2 separate regions of the Mus musculus genome follow, and region 2 is linked to region 1. Evidence: chromatin contacts called from public Hi-C data. All regions are on one chromosome and are shown on one strand. The core of a region is the stretch at or near the end of the contact, and the rest is flanking DNA. Distances in the headings are between cores, read along the strand shown. Region 1 has its middle 70 kb from the start of 4930519L02Rik. Region 2 holds the start of A830019L24Rik (RIKEN cDNA A830019L24 gene).

Evidence for each region. A called contact is a pair of places that touch in the nucleus more often than the background predicts.
Region 2: a contact with region 1 is called in a Hi-C map of cerebral cortex, with 2.5 times the contacts expected there. The contact joins the promoter of A830019L24Rik here to the enhancer-like site in region 1. A contact is called at or near these places in 1 of 39 promoter capture datasets (hippocampal neurons), 6 of 484 Hi-C or Micro-C datasets (bone marrow-derived macrophages, cerebral cortex, cortical neurons and 2 more) and 1 of 115 datasets of contacts at active chromatin or transcription factors (forebrain).

Annotation. Positions count from the first base shown.
Region 1 is chr3:143,097,534-143,103,280 of GRCm38.p6, forward strand. No RefSeq gene overlaps it. Among named protein-coding and RNA genes, the nearest start is that of 4930519L02Rik, 70 kb to the left of the region's middle. Within about 2 kb of position 3,313, at least 60 of the 459 cell types and tissues checked have an H3K27ac peak or open chromatin away from gene starts, as enhancers often do. A contact at or near this core is called in cerebral cortex, cortical neurons, forebrain and 2 more, where this site is marked.
Region 2 is chr3:143,240,390-143,246,136 of GRCm38.p6, forward strand. A830019L24Rik (RIKEN cDNA A830019L24 gene) reads left to right here and starts at 2,666. Exons shown (of 4, transcript NR_040551.1): 1 at 2,666-3,050; 2 at 3,149-3,252.

The sequences.
Region 1 (5,747 bases), core at 2,063-4,562:
GGGCCAAGAAGTGGGAGGGGGTGGGTAAAGGAGCAGGGCAGGGGGAGGGTATAGGGGACTTTTGGGATAGCATTTGAAATGTAAATGAAGAAAATATCTAATAAAAATTGAAAAAAATTAAAAAGAATTTTCTGTGCTCAGGTAGGAAGTTCAGGTGGCTGTAAGTCCTCGAAGAACAAGGGTCATTCCCTTGATTCCTTGATGTCCAACATTTGGGTATTGTCCAGGGTTACTGAATTGAATATAGTGTGATTTAAAAAAGGGGGGAACAAGGAATGTAGGCTCCTACTCCGCTTCCTTCTGCCTTCCCAACAGAGAAGCACAGGCACAGTAATTACAAAAATGTAGATAACTGGGATTTGGTTTTCAGGGGCTTGAACAAAAATCCTGGAAAACTCTGAGCAACCCAACAATGATAAATGTTTTATGCTTTAGCTTGCATAGCATTGAGACAGTGAAATTATCACAAGTAAGAGTTAGCCACCATTGGAAGATAGTTGCTAATTGTCAAAAATGTTTACATATCCATAAATTATGTGCTAAATGGCTTATGGGTATCCTACATAAATGTTGCCCCCTTTTAGTTTATATGCTAATTTTTAATAGCTTCTTGAGCATTTTAATAAAATTTTCCATCTCTGTAAGAAATGTTTAATTGGGAAAACATATGACAGTTATAGGTAATTATGACCAGAGGAAACTCACTATCTGGGCCAAGGCCCACAATGCAGATATCATTATTCATCAGAGATGAATTATTTGTGTGGAAGTAAGTCTCCATTGCATGCAGATTCCATTTATAATCAGGCAGTAAGCATGAGAGGGTGTGACTATTTCCTGTGACCAGTTACCAACAATGTCTGCTTACTATTCTGCGGTAGATGGTCAGCATTTAATTTGATCCTTTATCAGCTTTTGAAATTATCAAACACTCACATCTCATGTGTGTGGTTACAACCAACTACTGAGACATCACTGCTTTTCTGCAGACAGAGTTGAGTCCAGAGTTAGCGAGGTGAAGGTAGAGTGACTCAGAACGTAGTCTTTCAGAAACATTATATCCACTCAAAAAATTAGATCTCATGAAAAGGCAGAACAAGACAAAGGCAAAGGGATTCCCCAAATGGTTGGCAATAGAACCTCTCCTTCTATTCCTTCATTTCCATGGTGATCTGGAATAACGACCATACTGTGAATGAGTTTCAATTGGCTTTGAAGACTGACCAACTCGGGGTTTATTTTCATTGCAGAGGGGAATCCAGGCCATTTCTAAAATATGGGTATTTCTAAGAAATAATAAGAGCGATTACTACTTGAAAGTTAATAAACTGGAACACTGAAAAAGCATACTGCCGTATACTTCAAAGGGACCTGGGCTAGGGAGGCAGCCATGAAACCATGCTGAAGGTTCAAATCCCACCTAACTGAACAACCACGGACCCTCATCAGGAGGGTGGCATGCATTACGGATGTGCCACAGACCGAGGATCAGAGAGCTCCAGTTGTCTTTACCTGTGTTTGTGCTGCTGGAATTCTGCCTGTCCAAGGTCTGACCGGATTCAGGATGCTGCATCCCATAGTGGGTGGAGCAGACTTGGTGTGGCCAGGCCCTGGCCTGCTCACCTCGCTTCCTGGAGCTTCCAGCAGCTTACAGTTCACCTTACCATGGCCCTGCCTTCCACTAGCTCACCCTGGGAGGAGGCCTGGGCTTGCTTCCTCAGATGGTGCACACAGACTCTTTCTCTCACAGGTCCTTCTGGAGTCTTATTTCTGTTCTGTGCACATGGCTTTTTCCTGTGGCGGCTTCCTCGGTGTGATTTTGGCTCCTCTGAGATGCCGTACAAGCTGCCATTTTCTCTCCACCGTCCTCAGTTTATTCCGTTATTTTTCTACAGAGTCTGCGCGCTCTCTCTGGCTTGCCTAGGGTCCCCAGCGCTGGAATCTCTAAACTGGTTTTAGTGCCCGCATCTTCCTACATAACCCTTCTCATACCGCACTAATTTTCTTGAAATGCTGTTGAGGATGCGTCCAGGAGGTTGGAGGCGAAGGTCCAGGGGCAGGGGGACCTGGAGTGTGGTGTTAGCCCTCAAGCCAGACAGGGTGGTCATTTACCTTTTCTCTCTGTTTACTTCCACATAAATCGAGGAAGTTCCTTCTGGCTCAAAGTTTCATGATTCTAGAATTTCTCTGCACTTACAGAAGGGGATTAGGGAAACCTACAGTGTGATTGTTTGCACCGGGGAAAATCGAACCTAACAAATGAGCCAGTCACTTAGCAGAAGAAACTAGAGGTTTATTTGATGGTGGCGCCACAAAAAGAAAAGCACGTGATCTGAGGCTTAGAGAGGCATGGCGGCCCTTCTGACCCAGGAGCAAGTCAGTGGTTTATTGCCGTGGTTAAAGCTGGTCTGCTTAAATAGATTCAATTGCACTTTGACACAAACTCTTCTCTGCTTTTCCCAACTCAGTACCCGGTTTTAAAGATCTGTTTCTCAGATGTCTCGAATGTTTCCATTCCACCATAATGGAAAATAATCGTGACCTTTCTTTTAAACAAAAATCACTGCGCTGTAGATACAGGAAGCGAACAAAAATAACACCGTGTTTTGCATGGCTGACATGGTATATCTGAGGCATAAAACACTGCCCACTATAAACATATGAAAGCCGAGTCAGTTCTGTTAGGTCCAGGCTATGATCGATTGCAAACTAGGAGTTGTAAAGCAAGCGTCACTCTGGAACCATGGTTTATTAACAGTTTTATTTTCCCGAGACAACTTTTTCTCCTAGCAAGCCGGGAAAGTGAGACACTCATCTGGGGGAGGGAAGAAGTGTGGGCTCTCACCAAAGTTACTCTCCTAGAGTCCACACAAAATGTATTTGGGCCTGGCAGAAACATACGCTTATCCCAACCTGCAAAATGTTATTTTGATTAACGGGCAGCAGAAAAGAGCCCAGAAAATTTCTGAGCTGTCCTTTCTTTGGTGGGTGGGTGGGAAGACGAATTTTGTCTCCTATTCTTTCCTAATGGGATATTAAAAGTGTTTAATAACCTCATCTTTTCAAGGGCCGTTATTTTATTTATTTATTTTTTCTGTGATGGAGGTAAAGAAGGGCCTCAGAAGCGCCCTTGTTCCCTGTTCTCTGTCTCCCAGATCTCTGCCTCTTGGGCCTTCCAGCCCCCTCTCCTCTTCCATCCTGAAAACAAATGCCCAGTTCACCCCCAAATCTGGATCTCATGTAGATGCGAAGGCTCGGAGTCTGCAGGTGCATTTGAATCACGCAGCACCCTGTGCAGCCGCCCTGCCAGCGTGGGATGGGGCGCGGAGACGCGCGGATATCGTGGGCTGCAGGGCAGCAGTGAAGCGGTTAAGCGGCAGCCGGCGGGCGAGCGGGCGGGCGGGCGGGCGAGCGGGCAGGGCGGAGGCGCGGAGGAGCTGCGCCCGCGGCAGCCCCAGCGGCAGCTGCGGCGAGAGGCGCGGGGAGCGAGCGGGCCGCGCCCAGAGACCCGCAGAGAAAGGGCAGCGCCGCCGCCGGCTGCCGGCCTCGGCGCGGTTAATCACGCGCTCCCCTCTCGCTGCTGATTTGCGAGAGCAGATTAATCAGAGAGCGCGGCTTGATGAAATTTGCTGTTATTGTGCCCATTTTTAGCAACATCTTTTATTATCTTCATTATTCATTTACAGGGGACCGGCATCAATTATGCAAATGAGTTCACAGACTTTGCAGATTACTTCATTTGCCGCTATTGTTTGTGGAAATTTAATTATTAAATATTATTAAGCTTGCGTTTTCTTCAATTTTCCAAGGCTTAGTTTCATTTGATTTTTCCTCCAGCTGCTCGTCGCTCCTTTCGGTGCCAAAACACTTCCTCATCAAAGCGGCTCTGGCATGTGAAGACCAAATAAAATCTCCTCAATTTAATAATTTTGATGTTAGTCCCTTGTTCTCAGCTGCTTGCTCAAAGCAATGCAGAGAGGAGCGCAGAGCACATTCAGTTTAATGAGCAGAAATTGAATTCAAGTTTGTTCGGAATTGACTTCAATTAAGCAGAGTCTTAATGATAAATTAATCTCTTTTCTTTATTCCCTAGAATTTGTTTTTCAAAGTAGGAAATTGGACTACATTGAAAGACCAAATAAAGAATACCAATTTTAACTAGATCATGGAGCTGATAGCAAAATTTAATTCTTTATAGTAAGGTACTTGGACAAATAGCATTCTTTCTGTGGCGTGTATTATAATTTATATTCATTGTTACCACTTACACATCCGTGGCGTGGATAAAATGGCAGTTGAATTAAATATAGGCTTGTAATAGACTTCAGAGTTTTAATCTTTATTAAGAAACTCTAATTGAATGCATAATTAGCTTCAGACTTTGGGAAATTTGGTTTAATATCTGGGTGAACTGAAAACATTGATCAGGAATTTTAAGGCGATTCTCTCAAGTGAGGGTTTTTTTTTTTTTTTTTTGAAGAGAAATGATATGGCCATGTTTAAAAATGGCATTTCAAAATCGAATGGAGGGGCAAGGAGTTAGGTTCATCCTGTGTTGTTAGGGACAGACCTCGGGGGCTTCCTTGGAACCAGAGCCAATACTGGCAATTTCAAGTTCCTCTTATTAAAATCGCTAATGTTCCTTCAGGCCACCAAATCCATTATCCTGGTGCAGACCCCCCTGAACATCAAACTCACAGCGGCTTGGGGATTTTAATGAGGATGTCCATATTGATTGTATTTCTACACTTGTTTGGGTTCCCCCTCCACTGTAAAAAATGCACCTGATTGTTTTTTCTTTTCTCCTGAATCATGGATCATCTTTTTTTTTTTTTTATTGGAACATGTAGAGAATAATTCTCCATGCTCCAGCCCGCAAAGCGCTCTATCTACATATGCCAAACGTTATTATTGCAGCTCCTTCAGGAGTGACCTTAAGAGAGAGATTGTTTGTTCCAAAGAACTTCAAGCTGTTCACTGTGGTCTATTCATAGTCACAGATTTAAAACCCATCAGTGATTGGAAATACATCCAGACTATGTGCTGTGTCACAGAACTCACAGGTTCCCTCTCCCTGCCCCCTGCTCTTTCCAAATATTCATTTTATTACTCTCGGACACTCAGACACAGTGCGTGCAAATTCTACTTTGCTGTGAATTTTAAATGGAATGAAATGTGATAGAGGTTATCTTCCTCGTGTGACAGTATTGTACCCTTACTTTCAGTGCCGTCCAGACTCTACTCCATCATTGTAAGAATTAAAGATTTATATAATAATAGAATTTTAAAACTGAAGTCCTCTTTAAGAAAATCACCTAGCCCATAGCCCATGTTTTATAGATGACGAAACTGAGTCCCGTAAATGTTACACAATTTTCCCAAGGCCACAGATTCAGTGAGAGGTAGGGTGGGGACGAAAATGTGCAGATAGGTTAACTTCTGGACCAAAGAGGACCCTCCCCACACTTTTCAAGGCTGCTTATAAGTTGTATAGCGACAGCTTTGAGTAAATGGAAACTAGCTTTAAAAAGACAGGAATTAATTTATTGTCTTGTTCAAACTGGGAAATATATTGATTAAAGTGCATAAAAGCACATACAAACACAGTAAGCTTATTTATTTGGGACTTAGACAGTTGGGGAGCCTAAATAATGGGATCGTTTTGTGCTTTCCTTTTTAGTGAGAGAGAAACAAATGAAAAGTTAATAGGCTAGTGTGAGGTTTTGTGTTGTTTTTTTGTTATTTAT
Region 2 (5,747 bases), core at 1,416-3,915, 140 kb after region 1:
TGGTACGTCTGTGACCAGAGCCTGAAACTTCATTAGGCAAAGCCAGCCTGGGTATTTCTCAGATGCTTTGCAGTGTGTTCAGTCTCTAAAATGATCAACAAAAGGAGACCCAGAGAATGCATTCCAGCCCATGTGCTGGGGCTGTCCCTGGTTGAGAAGTCCCTGGATAGCTTTTATCATCATGAAAATCACGACTAACATAGCCCTTCAGTCAGTTCCAGTCATCACTGGGAGGAACAGGGGTGATTTCTCCAGCCACGTGTTCTGGTAGGGAGGTGGTAGACAGTGAAGGCAGCCTTGAGGGTGGCCCAAGAAGGCAGTGCATGATGCCTCTGTACTGCAGACTCAAATAAAGTGAGATGAATCCTAACTGCATAGAATGTTCCACATTTATGACTCCAGACAAGGGAGGGTAAGGAGTACCAAGTCACAGTGGTTCCCTGACTCCTTCAGGGCCTATAGAGTTTCAGATCCTTTATTAGACATTAGTTAGAGTTAGCTGGATGCTACCCTTCCTCATGAGCTGTTTTTAATCTGTTTGCTACTGTAGTTCATTTAAGCATCAGCAGATGGGGCCCTTGGTTCCTTTGAAGAATAGCAGGGATTGAATTTTGTTAATGTCTGGTGGGCTGCAGGAATTTTTCTTGTTGCATTTACAGCATCTAACATTTGCACTCTTTATAGCATACACACCTTTGCTTAATTGAGAAAAGAAATAGCTCATTAGTGACACAAAGGCCCTTGTCCCCATTCCCGTTCCACCCTTCTGTAGGGAAAACTTGGGTCTGCTTAGGGAGGGATGAGTACAGCACAGTACCCAGACAACAGCAAGCATCTCCGAAACAGCCAGGCAAGGCAAGGTCAAGGTTAATATTTCGAAGTCATGAACTTGCTGGGGAAGGATTTTGCTATATGGGACCACAGGTGACAATTCAATTGCACAGAGGTTATCCAGGTTTTGCGTGGTTTTCTTCCTCCTCACTCGAATTTCATGTTATGAAGAAGACACTGTGTGAATTGGCTGCTTCTTTAGCCCTTACCTGTGCTGATGATTTTCCTGAGTGATGTTTGTCGATAGTTCATAAAGAGAAAAACTGGTCCTCTAGCTCTTCACCCGTTCAAGTGGGTGAGTTTCAGCTTCTCCCAAGTGAGAGCCTTTCGCACCTGAAATGGAACAGCCCTCGGAGGGAAGAATATTCTCTCGTGGGCAGAAGAGGTGACAATACTGGGTCCTCCTGGCGTCTTCCCTTGATTTCCTTGCTCTTCAGAGTTAATCACTGTTTCACTCAGCCTCTCCTCTCCTCAGAAAGGGGTTGATCCAGAATTTTAGTTTTCATCAAGTATCATAGATAACCCCAGGGAAAAAGTATTTCTTATTTGTGAAACTTTGGTATGTTTACACATAATTCAATATACTAACCACATCTTCGATTAGTATGATTTAATTTATAGATCGAAAACATCTTCCTTAGCATCATTAATATTTGTGTTGTAAATAAGCCCCATGCTTAGGCAGATCTGAACAGCAAACTTAACAAACAATACTCCAGATATATCACTATAGGAGAGAAAAATGGGTGGGTTTTTTTGGTTTGTTTGTTTGTTTTCTTTGTTTTTGTTTTTACATGCTATGTTCACAGGACTAGGACTGTGGTCCAGTATTAGCCACTTCTCATGGACTTGTATTTTAGACTGAAAGACCATCTATATATTTTAAAGAATATTACAATGCACACATTCCTAAGTTCAAGTCTTAAATAGCTTGTAAATCAGGAGGAATGAAGTGTCTTTGTCTATGGTGTTCTCTGTCTTTTTATAAATTTGCAGCCTAATGTGGTAAACGAGGATACAGTTTGCAGATTTTGGACTTAGAGTTTACACTGATGAAACTAGTGTGTTACTTCTGGGCAGAGAGGATGTTTGCCTGTGGTTAGCCCGAAGCCAGTTTTAGGGAGGAATTGTTCAATTCTTCCCTCCTTTTGTGCTGACATGCTAAGTGATATATACGGAAATTGTGTGTGTGTGAGACTTGTGCCTTCATCTAAAGGACTGCTTGTGGGCAAATTTCATTAGTACTTGATTAGTACTTGCGCTAATTAAGCCAGGCACAATTTTGCCTCCGGTCTTCCTATGATGAGTTAAAGCTGGACTGAAAATGTGGCCCTAAATGCATGCATTGGAAGCCCATAAGCCCATATAATCCCACAGAGAATTCTCACTTGACTCCTCCATTAAGGCTCTGAAAAAGTAGAACAGAGAATACTCCCTTTCCAGTGCAATCCGAGTTCACTCGGATCCGCGATATGCTAATGTTTAGATTAAGCAGATGGTGAGGAAGGCGGTCGTTAGTTGAGGATTGTTTTTCTCTTTCTGCATATTATTTCCAAACAAACACTTTAAGAGGTAAGTGTGCTGCCTCCTCCCTTTGCTTCTTCCTGAGTGAAAAATGAAAGAAAGAAGAGCAGAGCTGCTTGGCTGTGACTGCCATTCTGTGTGTGCCCACACGTGCCCAGTTAATTGGGCTGTGGTAAAAAGTGGTTCCATCGCTTTGGTGAGAAAGCTTTGCTGTTTTTGCTATTTCAGAGGGAAAAAAAATGAGTTGTGTCCAGGATGAGGCAAGGAAGGAAAGGAGGTGGATTTGAAAGCAAAAGCTTCTTGGAGAAGAGAGCAGACACTGAGCCTCTTTCTGTATCTCTGAGATCTTTCAGGGCTTGTCAGCACTGACCCTGATCCCCACTTTTCTCTGACACCCTCCTCTGCCTCTTCCTCTTCCTTGTTTGGTTCTTCCTCTTCTCCTCCGCCTCATCACCCTCCTCTCTGTCCTTCCCTACTTCTCTTTCTCATCTTCCTCCTCTTCCTTGTCCTCTTCTTCCTCTCCTTCCACATCCTTCCTTATCCTTACTCTTTCTCTACTACCTTTTGAGTTTGCCAAAGTTATTTTTTACATAATATGATGTGTTTTAGTAACTTTATTAAAAAAAAAAACAAACAACAATCTTGGTAACCTTCAGAATTCCTCTAAGCTTGTTCACATTCTCGCAAATCAGAAGGTGCAGTCTAAATATCAGGGTCTATCATTTAGAGAATCACACCTCTTTAGGGCCAGCACTAGATATCTCTTTATCTCAATCCATTTTTCTTTAAACAGAGATTTTCTTTAGGATTTCGGAGTGCTGGCAAAACAAAAGAAAGAAGGAAAAAGAAGAGCTCGACGTGGAGTCGAGAGGAAAATGGGGAGAGAAAAAGAATTGGGTAAGTGTTGTTTGCTTTGTTTCAAAGGCAGTTTCCTTTCAGGATTTCTCTGGAGTTTACAAAAATGTTTAGCTGCCTTTAATTGTGTTTAGATACTAGACTGACATTTCTTTGCCCCAACAGTTAAGGAACATAGGCTCCAGGGCAACTTGGCTCACCTGAATAAAGCAACCAATTCTACAATTCCACCTTTAGCTAGGCTGCCCTTCATTGTTCATCTAGGACAAGGACCACTCTCCACGAAGTCCAGCTCTTAGTGGTCCAGGGATTTCACTCCCATCCCGAGTGTTCAGGAGAATCACTTACCAACTGCCTAATGTTTGATACTTTGTCAACACTTCCTTCCTCAGTAACTTATTCCCCTTGACTTCCAAAGACCAGATGTCTAGATTGCTCATATACTGGTTGGTATAGGTTTCATTTCTTCCCTTTTTAACAATGATTCTCAGAAGTGAGGCTTTCAAAGGTGATCTTCACTTTCTTGCTTCTCCTTTACGTGGCATGTCTCTCTCTCTCTCTCTCTCTCTCTCTCTCTCTCTCTCTCTCTCTCTCTCTCTCTGTGTGTGTGTGTGTGTGTGTGTGTGTGTGTGTGTGTGCATGTGAAAGCCAAAAGCCAACATTATCTTTCCCTACATAGCCATGATATTTTTGGAGGTAGCCTTCTTACTGAACCCAGAGTTCATCAATTAGACTGGCTTCGAGGGAGTTTGCCAGTCCCTGCTTACCCCTTGATTCCTGGGGGTTATAGATGTTCCTCAGTGCCCACAGCTTTTGTATGGATCCTGGGCATCTGAACTCAAGTCCTCTTGGATGACATCCATTTTACCTAGTGAGCCCTCCCCATCCATCCTCTTATTGATTCTTGCCTGTATGTATGTGTATGTACTCTGTGTGTGCATGAGGAAGTAGGAAGTGTTGAGGTAGGTGTCCAACCCAAGGACTTACACTCAGCTCTAACCCCAGCCCCAAATTTGAAAAGCCATTCATTCTTTCTAACTTCTAGTCCATCAAAGAGACTCTTAGTCTTGACAAGGTAGCAGTGTCTTAGTATGGGCGCCATGGCTCTCAGTTTTCTTCTTTTTTTCTCTTCTCTCTTCTCAGCAGTACTTGTCGCCACACAGTATTATTCAGTCTTTTGTAAGAAACTTTCTCCTTTGCATGGTGATACATTCTTGTTCTCTCTTTTGGTAAGAAACCAATATCTATCATGTCCACTCTGTAAAACTCTTGGTGCTGATCTGGTATACCATGATTATCATGTCTTTTCTTGTAGATGTAATGTGTACAGTGTGTTAACCACTTAACAGAGGTAGCTTTTTAGACCTAAATTAATTTAAATCAACTAGAAATACATTTTTTCCAGGTACATTGTCACATTCTAAGTACTCAGTGTCTATGTGGGATGGGTGGCTGTCATACTACACAGTGTGGTGTTTAGTGCGCTCCCACCATTGCTGAGAGCTCAGCCAGTCTTTGCTATTCTCGAGGCCAGGATCATGCAAGTCATAAAATCATCCAGAAATTTGGCAATGATTTGTTCATTCCCTCTACAGTACTAAAACATACATTATGTAAAAAAGAGTAGAGTGAATTAAACCTGTAGGGTTAGTGATGAGCAGATTTCAACACGAATCTTCTGTAGCTCTTGACAGCTGCGTGTCAAAGGCAAAGGCTCCACACACTTTGCTTCTTTGCATCTCAGTTTTCATAACTGTAAAATGGGTGACTAGGGACGCCTTCAACATGGGGCTACTGTATAAAATTGAGAGATTGATATAGAGAGATTGATATAGAGAGGTTCACATAAAGCAAGATGTTGATAAAGATAGCTGTCATTATTGGTCTTCCTCATGTGTGTTCCTTCACAATGGAAGCACATGGGTTTATAAACATCCTTGTTTCACGTCTCCCTAGTTTTGTGCCTGTTGCTGTGCTAAAATATCCTGACACAAAACAGTTTAGGAGAAGAAAGGTTTATTTAGTACACAATCCCAGGTTATGGTCCATCATAGCAAAGAAGTCAAGGAAAGTATCACAGACTTGACACAGCTAGTCAAATTACATCTGTACTCAAGAATAGAGAGATGAGTGTATGATGCTTGTCGTGGTTCTTAACTGAGTTTCATTATTCAGATAGCCCAGGACCCCAAACCTAGAGAAGGATGAGCCCACAGTAGATTGTGTCTGCCCAAGTCAACTGATGTGATCAATAATCTCTGAAAGATTTGTCCCCAGAAGAACCTGATTTAGACAATTCCTTGTTGAGAACTTCTCAGGTAATTCTCAGTTGTCAAATTGACAGTTTAAAGGGTCACAGATTCTAGGAGACTGCTCATAAGAGCATTGGAATGAGAGACTTTTAACGACCAGAATTCATCAGGAAAAGTTTATTCCTGAATGGAATCATATGTTTACCACTGTAACATGAACATCTATCATGATCAGAGTCCAAGAAGGTTGGTTTGAGCAGTTTCTCTCAGGAGTGGTGCATTCCC